Regions from separate parts of the Sus scrofa genome. Here region 1 is linked to region 2. Evidence: chromatin contacts called from public HiChIP or PLAC-seq data. All regions are on one chromosome and are shown on one strand. Each heading gives the region's core, a stretch centred on a gene start, on an enhancer-like site or on the middle of the called end of the contact. The rest is flanking DNA. Distances are from core to core; before and after follow the strand shown. Region 1 overlaps P3H2 (prolyl 3-hydroxylase 2). Region 2 overlaps P3H2 (prolyl 3-hydroxylase 2).

Region 1 (6,766 bases), core at 3,042-5,541, 110 kb before region 2:
GAGAGCTTCTTCATGGGGGTTCCAGCTTTAGAAGTCAATTTACAATTATTAGCCTGAAGTTGGGTGAATACATTGGTAGCAGTGTTAGAGTGAGGAGTTAGGAAACCATGGCTCTAATTATAACTATGCCACTAACTATGGTGATAAGATGATGAATTTCCCTTTTCTCAGCCTTCATTTCTTCATCTATAAAATGCGGTGATTGGAATATATAATCTTGAATGTCTCTACTAGCTTTAATATATTCTAGTGTTTGGTGAAGTATTTCCTCTGATAAAGCAGAGTCATTAAATATTAGTAAACTGTGAAACTCTCAGCAATTAAATTGTTTGCTCTTTAACATGGTCTTAATAAATCCAAGGATTGTACTCTCAACATTAAGAATTTTGATATTTAGGTGTTCCTGCTGTGGTGCAACAGGATTGGAGGCATCTCTCGAGCGCTGGAACACAGGTTTGATTCCTGGCCAGGCACAGTGGGTAAGGATCTGGTTTTGCCATAGCTATGGTGTAGGTTGCAACCATGACTCTGATCTGATCCCTGGCCAGAGAACTCCATGTGCCACAGGGCAGCAAAAAAGGGACTTTTTATATTTAGACACCAAAAAGGTAAACTTTGGCAAGATAAAATACTGAATATATTGAAGAGGAAAGCCAAATTGACAAGGTTTTTGCAATTATAGAAATAGTCTTTTCGGGAGTTACCATGTGCTTACCAGGTTATGAACCCGACTAGTATCCATCAGGATGTGGGTTGGATCCCTGGTCTTGCTCAGTGGGTTAAGGATCCTGCATTGCCATGAGCTTTGGTGTAGGTCACAGACACGGCTCAGATCTGGCATTGCTATGGCTGTGGCTGGCAGCTGCAGCTCCAATTTGACCCCTAGCCTGGGAACTTCCATATGTAGCAGTATCAATGTCCTGAAGAAATATTTTGATTTCATTGCTCAGTTTAAAAACGGTATATCTCTTCTGTAATGTCAGTGTTAGAAAAAATACTGTATTTACTACACAGTTCTGTAGACTCCCTTCTGAAAATCTGTATGCTGATAGTTAAGATTCAATTTATTCAAAATTTTCATTGCTTCCTATAATAATGAGGATATGGACAGTGACAATGTCCAGAGCAGGATATAAAATGTTAATATCAGCTGTTCCCTATGAATAATAGTTTATGTATTGGCATTCAGGTGAGACCTCTTATTTGAAATGCACTATTTTTTTTTTTTGCTGCATATAAAAATCAGTGCTCTGTCATCCATTTTAAGTTCAATACATTTTGTTCCAACACACTCATGTTCTGATTCATGTGATTTTGAGAATTAAACCAGAACCTTGGAGTCTTTTCCATGGTGCATGGGCTTTTAGTGAAAAATAAACAAGTTGTTTTGGGCTTTTCCCTTGCATATGTTTCAGTTGTCCAGATATGATTCTACTCTCATGGGTATTACCAAACTATACAGCAAAATATAGTTATATCAAAAGATATAATGGTACTTGTCCCTCATCATTGTGTGTATTCTATTATGTGACACCCTGCAGTCATTTGAAAATTGAATTTTTCCAAAAGCTCATTGCTTTTTCTTTTTGGTCATTATATGTGTTATTAATTTTAAACTCTTTTAGACTCTCTTTTATAAGCTTTGAGGCAGTAGTAGTGTAATTACTTTTATTACATAGACTGTAACTTGGCAAAAATGTATTTTTTTAATCAGATTTTTTTTTATCTCAGTGTTTGTTAGTACTTTTATCTCTACTACCAGGCTTTAGTGACTCACTAAAGAAACATGTATCTTTCAAACATTTTTTTTTGTAAAATGGTGCTATATCAAAACACAGCAATGGTAATACAAAATTGCAAATTTAGTAGTAACAAACAACATGTAAATGTTATAAAATAAGCAATATTAAATGCACTTTTTTTTTTCCACCATGGCATGTGGAAGTTCTTAGGCCAGGGGCTGAACCTGCGCTACAGCATCGACCTGAGTGGCTACAGTGACAATGCTGGATTCTTAACCTGCTGCACCACAAGGGAACTCTTAAATATACCTTGCTAACTGAATGGTAGCTGATAGGGAACACCCAGAGCTTGTATGACCTTTAAATGTCATGATTATTAATATGTGATAGGATTTCTGTTAACATAGTAATTAAATCTACATTTTCAGTTAGTGAAATATACCTTAATGAAAGCACTTTTAAGTCTGAAATTGTTGGTGGTCCATGTAATAAGCCTTGGACAATGGATATATTTTAAGAAACTCTGATCTAGAAAGTAAATAAGATAATGTTTTATAACCTTCTGCCAGTAACTTAAAGTCTGTCTTTAAAACAGGGTTAACTGATAGGGGTGTTGTGAAGATTTCTTGAGTGAATACTTGTCGGGCACCTAGTATAGAACCTGGCTTTTAGTATAAGCTCTCAGAAAATAGTAATTGTCGCTGATGTTACGCTATAATCATAATCATGTTTCTAACGGGCTATCATCTATTCTTTCATCTCACATCTTGCTTATGTGACCTTAAAAGAATTGTGACATTTGTTATTTTCAGACCTCACCTCTTAATTTTTAATTTAGTAGCATGAGATTAACTCTACCCTAGTGTTGTTTAAATCCTAAATGGTACATAGCCTGATTACAGAACAATAGGCCGATTCCACAGATCCCTGAAAAAGTCTTTAACATCTTTAAAACTGTTCCTTTTTTTATGAAATGGAGGATACTCCTAATATTTACTCTATCTATGGAAACAGGTTTACAATAAGGATCTAGGAAGGAATTTTGAAAATGTCCTAGTTCTGTACAAATGTAATGTAAAAGCAAGTAATTTCTAATTCATATAAGAATATGTGTACTGTATAAAATTGTTTCACCTCATAAAATTCCTATTACTATAGTAATAAAAATTTCTCTTATATTTTTTTACCACATAAAGCTGCTCATTTTTTCTTGAACAATGACAACATCCATACTAGCCATAAAGTTCAATAATATGACTGAAAAGTATTTTTCCAAATGCTTTTGAGCTTACATAAATCACATATGGGCCGTGCAGACATAAGAGAGCCTATATAGAGGTTTCTTTTTGTCCTTGCAATTTTTAAGATCTCTAACTACCTTTAATACATTCCAGACCCAAGCATGCCTTTATTCCTGGGAGTGGGGAGGCAGGAGGGAGTAGAAGCTCTGGCTTAAAACAACACTTGGAGCAGGAATTATTTGATAAGACCAATGGTTATGATATTTGCACCCTCTTGTTTTGAATTCCTATGATAACATCAGCTCTCAAAGATGATCTGGCAGTTTGTGGGAAGTCTAGGAGCAATTAAGTTGGGGCCTTTGAGTAGAATTCCTAGATGTGATACATGAGGTGGAAAGAAATGAAGAAAGGTGAACATGGGAGGAAAGTCTGAGTCGACCCCATAGAGGGGGTCTTATTACTTTTCAGGTCACAACTGGCATGACCATAGGGCTGTAATCAAGTCAATGCTGTGCCTTGTTAGGGTTTAAATTCAAAACTGAAATTATTTTTTCTTAAATCAATAGCCTGTTTGTTTTATGAGTCAGTCTCTTAATTAACTTTTTTACTAAACTGTAGATGAGAAGCCAGCATTGTTATTTCTGATATCCAGATGCATGGGAAGAATCAGCATTGGAAAAATCAGAGCAATTCCTTCCTTTAAGTCCTGCAGCATCTCAGTGACAGAGTCAGAACTTGCATAATATGTCCCAGCTCTCAGCTTCCTGAACTGGGTTCTCTTTGTTTCTGAGTGGTAAACATTACCATGGAAATGAAGATAATCACCTCCCAGACTTGCATCATGCTAGGAAATCTGTGAAGGACCTTCCGCCATGGTGTCCTCACTTCCTCCTCAGAGCCCTGGGAGAAGGAAAGCAGGGGTTCACTGGTTTGTCCAGTCAGACACTGAGAGAATGGCAGAGCTGTGACTCAGTGGCGCTTTTCTGGCCCTAAGGCCAGTGTTCTTGCCAACATGTCACAGCTGCACTCTTTTTTCAAATTTCTTTGTAAACACAAAGCTATGAATTCTAATGTTTCCATTCCAAGGGCCTCCTGATGCTACTCTTCTGTGTCTTTATTGTCTCTGATATGTGGTGTTTCCAAGCTAAAGAGATTACAATTCATTCATTTGCTCCTGTCTTTAATCTGTGGGAGCTTTTGGCCCTATTGTGTGTCTGTGCTCACTGATTGCTGACAGCATGGTGGGAGGGGCTGGGTGTTAGAATACTGTTTCCAGCCAACAGCTAGCACACTGTCACAGCTGAACGTGGGATCACCCAAAAGCTCTCCCCAGCTGAGGTGGAATCCACAGCCCTCTCTTTCTTCCTTGAGCCATCTGGATAATAGCCCCAACTGTCCACTTCACATAAAAGAAATGACCGTTGTATGGGCCTTGATTATATTTGTCCAGTTCTTGCTGTATGTTTGGGTTTGGTTTGTAAACATTCTACTTAGGCTCAGTGTAAACACTGGTACACAGTGTAGATTTCATTCTCTGATCAGCTAAAGGACTGCGTGATTTCCAGAATCTAAGATAAGATATTGAAGGAGATTTATAGTTTTATAATGACATGTGGTTTGGTTTGGTTTTTGATTATGCTTTTCATGAATCCTCACATCTTTCCCTTGAGTTGTAGCAAGTTAGAATTACCATTTGTTTCTGCTTTTGAGCTTACCCCTAAGTCGACATATCTTCATGGACTTAGCCCTCTCCTGTTCTTACTCACTATGTGGCCCAAGAGAAATTTCCCCTTAAATCCTTGCTCTTTAAAGTCTTGGATGGGATTTGTTGTTCTTTCCTATTGGGAATTATGAACAAAATGTTGAACACCATATTGTTCTGAGGAATATTTCTTTATATTTTATAGACTTTTTTTTTTTTTTTTTGCTCTTTTTGCCTTTTCTAGGCCTGTTCCCTTGGCACATGGAGATTCCCAGGCTAGGGGTCTAATCGGAGCTGTAGCCACTGGCCTACACCACAGCCACAACAACATGGGATCTGATCCACGTCTGCTACCTACACCACAGCTCACGGCAATGCTGGATCCTTAACCCACTGAGCGAGGCCAGGGGTCGAACCCTCAACCTCATTGCTCCTAGTCAAATTTGTTAACCACTAAGCCACGATGGGAACGCCATCAGACTTTGGATTTAAGACACAAATTAGCTTCAAGCTCCTGTATATGTATAAAGCTTTGTAACTTTGGGCAAGTGATTGGATGCCTCTAAGAATCACTTTCATCATCAGGAAGATGAACAGAAGTCTCGGTTTTCCACTCTATAAGATGAACAACTCTTAGAGGTACTATAACAATTAAATGAGCTAATTTATGTAAAGTACTTAGATATGCCTGACAAGTCATAAGCATGAAACACAAGTTAACTTTTCCATTAAAACAAATGGATCACACTTTGGAAAATACCGATTCTTTTTTTTTTTTTTTTTTTTTTTTTTTTGGGTTGCACCTGCAGTGTGTAGAAGTTCTGAGGCTGGGGATTGAACCTGAGCCACAGTGGTGGCCTGAGTCACTGCAACAACAATACCAGATCCTTAACCCACTGCGCCACAAGGGAACTCTGTGATTCTATTGTTTTTTAGTAAATTTTCACATTTGTGATATTGATTAGGTTTGTCTTGGCTATGGCAAAATTGTTTTGATATAACCAAACAATTGTGGATTCTAGTTTGGAAATCTGGATAATTGTCCTGGTCCCTTTCTAGCTGCGTGACTTGGGACAAATAATTTTACATCTTTAATCTGAGATTTCTCTTATGATAAAGAGAGGTGGTATACATATACTTGGTCTCCTTGCTTTGTAGGATTATTGGGGAGATATTTCTTTGTCTTGGCTGTATAAGTACTCTGTATATTGTGAAGTACTGTGTAAGGTGGCTTTTTATTATCCTAGCTTTATCAGTTCCTATTTTGAGCTGGGCAGAATGTCAAAGGAACCTAGTACTCTGTTGTTGTTGGTATATTGGTATTTAAGCACAACCCAACTGTTACATCAGGACTGTTGACCTTGAGTCAGCCTTTCCAAGGCCACCATTGTCCCAATGTTTATGGCACTGTGCCTGGGTTCCATGGAAATTGTAGGGAAAATGTGTATCAGTAGGCTAAATTTGGTTCACTGTTTCATAAATTAGGACAGATCTATCTAGAATGGTTCTCGTTACCAGCAACCAGGGTCATAGAATTGAAGGACATCAGATATACAAGAGAAATGGAAAATAACTTCCCAAAGCAATGCCTCTTGTAAGAATCCCAAGGCTAGGACTGCAGTGCTTGAAGAAAGCTAAATAGGAAACGTAGCTTGAGGCTTGGGGATTTCCTGTTTGTAACTCAAAACGGATATGGATGTGGATGTTAGGTTGTGGCCTAAAGATTTTGCTTTCCTGGGTGGAAGGAATATTATCAGCATTAGATTGCTGTTTAGTGTTTTTTGCAATGTATGTAGACCCACAGTTATAAGCAATAGAATAGAGATTAATTTGCCAGATCAGCACATTCTCAACTCTGGTTAAAAAGTGTATCAGATCATTAGCTGTTGCTCTGTACCAATGTTTGTGAAATTCTCAGATTTAATCTAAGCTACTTTGATTTATGCTACCCAGAACCATTTTTCTTCTCGGAAGCAGAGGTGTTAATGGGAGAAGGGTGTGTGTATTTTTCATCATGTGAAAGGAAACCTACATAACTTCAATGGAATCTGTCAGTGAACAATATAAATGGCTAGCAATTA
Region 2 (6,452 bases), core at 1,053-3,552:
CATGAAGTCCTGGTATTAATTATCAAATTCAGAAACTGAGGCCCCGACAAGGCAAATGACTTGGGTATCTCTCCCACAAAGGACTGGCAGCTCCAGATCTTCTTATTCAGTGTCTTGTAGTCTTTCACTAAGCTTCAAGGGCTCACCCCCGGGTAGCCTCAAATTATTGCAAGAGATGCAAGAAGGCATATGCACATTTGGATTTGTTCAGTTTGTATATATGTATACTGATAGGACATCATGCTACCACATATATGTTTGCAATGTTTGACATAAGCCCTGTCTCCTTTCTTGAGATAGAGACCCACTAGACTAGGGCATGATTTATTTCAATTCAGCCTCATTCAGTGACACACTCTATGCTCAAGACATATAATTTGACACTCTGAGCATTATAAACTGGCACATGATTATTTTTTCCTGCTCTGTTGGGACTCAATGTCTAATCTTAAGGGGGTTACATTATGGATACAATTAACTGAATTAAGGTTGCTAAGAAGATTTAGAGATGTGAAATAGAGCACACTGGATGAGGAAATAAAGAGCTTCATGGAGGTAATGACATCTAATTTCATTGAAAGATAAGTGGACTTGTTATAGCCAACAAAAATATCTAATATGAAGTCTTAGACAGCCTGGGTAAGATATCCTTTCCCTTTGAACATCTTTATTCAATGAAGTATTTCTATTTCAACTTTTTTTGAATGGCAGGGTCCCTTCAGGAGTGAACGTGGAGGGAGCAGAAGTTCATGGATTATCAATGGGGAAAAAGTCATCACCCAAGTTAGACCGAGATCTAAGAGAAGGTGAGTATCATTGCATTTTTATGCTTAGAAGGAGGGGACAGAGAGGCTGGGACATGGCCAGCCCTTACGAGCCCATTTTCTCTGAGAAATAAGTAGGACTAAGCTACTCCAGTTCACAAGACTTTCAAAGCAAGGCTTAAAACCAAAAATGTCTCAGGTACACACAGCACTATTTTTGGTTTTCAACAAAAGTGCGTCCAAGTTCACTCACAGGTGGGAACTGTCTGATCATCACTGTCCTCAGCTGAGTACCTGAAGCTTGGAGAGGTTTCCTGGCTTACTTCTCGCACATCTTGGGTGAGTGCTAGAGAGTGTGGAATAGACTGTGTATCAGAGGAACTTGAAGAGACAGGACACAGGAGACATTAGAGTAGTTAACCTGTGGTCCTTGAGGCGTATATATCTGATCAGGGCTTTGAGAAATAAGCAGAATTTGATTGCATTGACAGAAGTGCAGAGGGCAGGCTGTTCAAGTGGATAAAACAATTTCCATGAAGGCACAGAGATGGCTCAAAATTAGGACATTAGATAACCTCAGAATGCGTGGAGAGCTAAGTGAGGTGTTGCTAAAAGTCGTTTCTAAATAGTTTTATTTTATTTATTTTTAATTATACATTTATATGCATCTATGTATGTGTGTTATATATATATATATATATATATATATATATATATATATATATATATAGTGTGTGTGTGTGTGTGTGTGTGTGTGTGTGTATAGTCTTTTTAGGGCCACATACACCACACCCACAGCATGTGGAAGTTCCCAGGCTAGGGGTTGAATCAATCAGAGCTGTAGCTACAGCCACAGCAACGTGGGGTCCAAGCCGCATCTGTGATCTACACCACAGCTCACAGCAATGCTGGGTCCTTAACCCATTGATTGAAGCCAAGGATTGAACTCAAATCCCCATGGATATTAGTCGGGTTTGTTACCATTGAGCCATAATGGGAACTCCTAAATAGTTTTAACTTCTTCTAATAATCCATTATTAGCAAGTATAATACTAACAGCAGTAGTAATACTTAACAATCATGATTATCTCTATATATTTTCAAATTTTACAAACAGATTTATACACACTGCATTTTAAAACTGGCAGCATCTCCTGTGAGACAAGTGTCCCCCCTTCATAGGCAAGAAAACTGAGACGTATGGAGATTAAGTGACTTGAACAAAGTCTCAGAGCTTGTAATAGGTTGAGCAGGCTTTTGAATCCAAATCCCATTTTCTCTTCTTCATCTGATGACAGAACACAGAAGTGTCTAGATATCCGAAATGCATCCCCTATTGATTAAATAATTGCAAGGTAAGAAGAGGTTTTTAAAAACTTGCTTTGAGAAGTACAGTCCTCCTTTCCCCAACAAGAGAGCTGTCAGCACATTCCTCTGCCTAATTTGAAAACTTCTGGCCCTCTACGGCTCTCACATTTCCCAGCCCTTTCCTTCCTCAGCTTCCAGCTCAGTTTGAGGCAGTAAACAGGATAATATGCTCATCTAATCTGACCTGGACCTCAGTTTGTGGCCACAAAGCCCAAGCTGTTTTACAAGTGCCAGAGAACCTCATGGTCAGCCAGAGTTCATGTTGCTTTTTAAGCTGAGAAATCACCCAGGAAATACATGCCAGTAAGCTACCCCTTTGCTGTCAAAGTTTGGGAAACTCCAGGACAGTTGCCAGATTTCAAAGCATTTTTTGTCCCTGGCTACCAGGGGATCTGATGTCCAGAAACTGGCTGGGAAAGCTAATGGGAACAGTAGAACTGAAGACTACACAAGATGAAGAAAAGTCATGATTGACTGGTTACCAGATTCTATCATTTCTGCAGTTGAATGGGCTCATAGATCTTAGGACATTCTCTGGGAATCTACTGGAAAGGCTTCTGTGCAATCGCTAGAGATTAAGATCAGGTCTAAATTAGGAACAGTGGTAGGCAGAGGCAAAGTTCCCAACCAGAAAACACTTTCACATCTTTTTCGGGCTGAAAGCAGATGTCAGGGAGGTGCGAAGGGATTCATATTTCCAGGATAAAATATATTTCAGCTTTTCTTGTCTTCCACAAAGAGTTTGTCATGTCCTCTGGTTACATACTAGTTATGTAGTGGAATTCCTATTGGATGGCTCCCAGCCATTACAATGGGAGTGGCCCAGGACTCCTGCCTTCCAGAGTGACTTCAGTCCATGGAATGTACATGTCATCTTACTGAAAACATCTGTCACTTATCCATTCTTCTTTAAACCACCTGTTTTCCAAAAACCCTGCTTGATAAGAATCCTGGAGTCAGTGGGGGTATAATAGAAATAACTGAATTTGGATTCAGGAGGCTTAGTTTCCAGGAATCATCTTAGTTTGATGTTCTCCAGAGTGATGCATAACTAGAGACTCATCCTCCCTGAGCCCTATGATCCTCAACCTGCAAAAGAAGGAGAGCAGCTCTTTGGAAAGGATGAAGGAGAAAGTCTTCTGTAAACTGTAAAGGGCTGTGTTCATATGAGAGCTTGTTAGCACACTCCCGTCCCAACTTTCATGGCTTTGTATTTGTGGTCAAATATGCCTTCCTGCCATGAACCATAGGCAGTGAACACAAAGGAGCATTTTCCTAGATGATTCTTCTTTATTGCAAATCGAGAGTCAGAGCTAGGCACATACTTTATGAATGAGGGAAGAATTAAGTTGTTTAACTAAATCTCCCTGGACTGTGGTTAAGAATTGGCTGAAGCCATCAAATCAGGCCCTGGGAACCACAACTTATTGGACAACGTTTTTATTTTTATTTTAATGTTTTTCTCTGTCTGGTGTGCTACTAGTCATTTGGAAGCTAGTAGACTTGCTTTTTAAATGGCAGGATTTATTTTTCCTTCTGGATTTTGTTTTTCCTTTTGGTTAATGGGTAGGTAGTTGTTTGTGTTTTTGTGAAATGTATATGTGGGAAACCTCTGTATAGAAATCTGTGCTTAGTGGTGGTTGCATTAGCTACATGAAAGGCAGATTTCTAGTACAGCTTCTGCCTGCACCTGTTACAGTTTGGGTTTTTGAGACTCTGTGTTGCTGTATGTCCCTTCACCTGATTTTTGTATGTCACTTATGGCTTGGTTGGGGAAACTGTCAATATCCCAGGATCCCTCTTTTATTTTTTTATTTTTTGTCTTTTCACCTACGCCACAGCCACAGCAACGTGGGATCCAAGCCACGTCTGCAACCTACCCCACAGCTCACGGCAACGCCGGATCCTTAACCCACTGAGCGAGGCCAAGGATCGAATCCTCAACCTCATGGTTCCTAGTCAGATTCATTAACCACTGAGCCACAATGGGAACTCCCAGGATCCCTCTTTTAAATACACTCCATTATGCCCTCTACTTATTCAGATGTCTCAGTCAGAACTTAACACAATACACCAGACATATTTTACCAGCGTAATATTAATCACCATCATAATAACAACTCTTTATACAGAGCTTTAGCATGGTTGGCATTTTTCTGAATGTTTTAGTTTTAAGTAACTTTTAAAGTCATGTTTGAAAAGAAGCTAAATATATTTAAAGTAATATACCCTCAGTAGAGAAAATGAGAAAAACATGGCAAAGTACACATCACCCTCATTCACTAAACCCTTGATCTGTCTTCCATTTCTCTGTGAATTTTATATTATAAAATGCTTTCCAGCTAACCTACAAGTAGCTTTTTTTTCTTGTTGAAGGAACATCTCTATGTTTCTGAGAGGAAATGGAATATGCAGTTCACTCTTGGATGTTTGAGGAACAACCTTAATTTGGCTATAAATATTAACTAGATAGATTAGATCAATCTTTCTTAAACAAATTATGCTTTTTAAGAGATCCCATGCAGTGAAAAAAAATTATCACAAGGGTAGCAGCTTAACAGTGACATACGTTTTCTGTGGGTCAGAAGTCTGAAGGGATAGCTTTGCTTCAGGGTCCATCACAAGACTCAAACTTTGTTCTAAAGTAAAAGGTTTTAATGAGGTGCTGATGAGGGCTGAAGTCCCTTCTAAAGCCGGGGAGCTATCTTCATCCAAGCTCAGATGACACTTCAGTTCCCGAAGGCTGTTCGACTGTTATCCTCAGTTTCTGGTTGGTTGTTGGCTGGAGGATGCACCCAATTCCTTGCCATGTGCACCTGTCCAATACAGCCACTTGTTTCACCAGACTCTGCAAGCTGAGAAGGCATTCGATTGAATCAGCCAGCAAGGTAGGACTTGCAGTTTTATGTAATGCCATCAGCAAGGTGACAGACATACCATCACTTTGCAATCTTCCATAGGCTAGAAGCAAGCTGCAGGCCCCACCCACACTTGAGGGAAGCAAAGTACACAACAAGCCTATGAGTACCCGGAGGTGGTGGTCATTAGGGGCCAAATTACAATCTCTCTGCTATAAGAAGGAGGGAGGAAGGAAGGGAGAGTGGGTATTGTGCTCAGTTAAGGGTGAGAACTGGTGCATGGTCTGTCAATACTTAGGATATTTATAATGCCTCTTCACATATTAAAGTCCCAAGAAGTCCTCTTCAGTTTCATTTAAACTAGTAGTTCCCAAACATATTGGACCCAGAAACTTTTTTTCATTAAAACCTTTTTCTTTAGAACAAAGTTTGAGAAATATCAAATCATAGGAATATTTATATCTGTGTATATCTATATATAGATATCTGTTTCTATTCATCCAGAAGCTTGGTACCAACTGGGATTTTGTGGATGTATTCCTGGAATCCAAGGAATTCTGTATTTATAAATTTTGATGGCAGCTGAAAAAATTAAGAGGGGCAGCTAGGGGGTCATCTGAGTAACTACTTATAGCCAGCTCAGTGGGTATGGTAGCGGTTACCAGCACATTGGCAAGTCAGTTAATAATACTTCAGGAGTTCTCATCTTGGCTCAGCAGAAACAAATCTGACTAGCATCCATGAAGACGAAGGTTTGATTCCTGGCCTTGCTCAGTGGGTTAAGGATCCAGTGTTGCCATGAGCTGTGGTATAGTTCAAAAATGCAGCTCAGATCCAGCGTTGCTGTGGCTGTGGCATAGGCCAGCAGCTACAGCTCCTATTCAACCCCTAGCCTGGGAACCTCCATATGCCTAAGGTGCAGCCCTAAAAAACACTAAAAAAAAAGAAAAAGAAAGAAAGAAGGAAGGAAGGAAGGAAGAAAGGAAGGAAGGAAGGAAGGAAGGAAGGAAGGAAGGAAGGAAAGAAAGAAAGAAAGAAAGAAAGAAAGAAAGAAAGAAAGAAAGAAAGAAAGAAAGAAAGAAAGAAAGAAAGAGAGAAAGAAAGAAAGAAAGAAAACTACACCTCAGTGGTCAAAGATGAATAAGAAATGAAGTGGAACAAATTTAGGAATGATGTATTAGGACCAGATGAGGGCCAGACTTCATCATGGTACACTAAGATTCTAGAGTCGGCTCAAGAGAGAAGTGTCGTAATGGAATGTGTTCTTACACACCAAAAGCCTGCGGAGGCAAGCTAGCTCAGAAGAACCTGGGCCAGATCACTTAGTAGAATATTCCTGTGGAACATTGCTTTGTAGTTTGCACAAATAGCTTTAATCATTTTAATAATACTGTTAATTTGCATTTAGTTGGTTTTATGGCCTTGCTTTTATTTAATCTTGTATATTTTGGGGTATTAGTGT

Evidence for each region. HiChIP or PLAC-seq counts read pairs in DNA pulled down with a chosen protein or histone mark.
Region 1: a contact with region 2 is called in an H3K27ac HiChIP or PLAC-seq map of skeletal muscle. The contact joins two enhancer-like sites.

What each region holds. Positions count from the first base shown.
Region 1 is chr13:127,548,401-127,555,166 of Sscrofa11.1, reverse strand. The region is part of intron 1 of P3H2 (prolyl 3-hydroxylase 2); the gene reads left to right. Among named protein-coding and RNA genes, the nearest start is that of P3H2, 20 kb to the left of the region's middle. Within about 2 kb of position 4,291, at least 30 of the 83 cell types and tissues checked have an H3K27ac peak or open chromatin away from gene starts, as enhancers often do. A contact at or near this core is called in skeletal muscle, where this site is marked.
Region 2 is chr13:127,436,766-127,443,217 of Sscrofa11.1, reverse strand. P3H2 (prolyl 3-hydroxylase 2) reads left to right here. Exons shown (of 15, transcript XM_021070049.1): 8 at 712-806. Among named protein-coding and RNA genes, the nearest start is that of P3H2, 130 kb to the left of the region's middle. Within about 2 kb of position 2,302, at least 10 of the 83 cell types and tissues checked have an H3K27ac peak or open chromatin away from gene starts, as enhancers often do. A contact at or near this core is called in skeletal muscle, where this site is marked.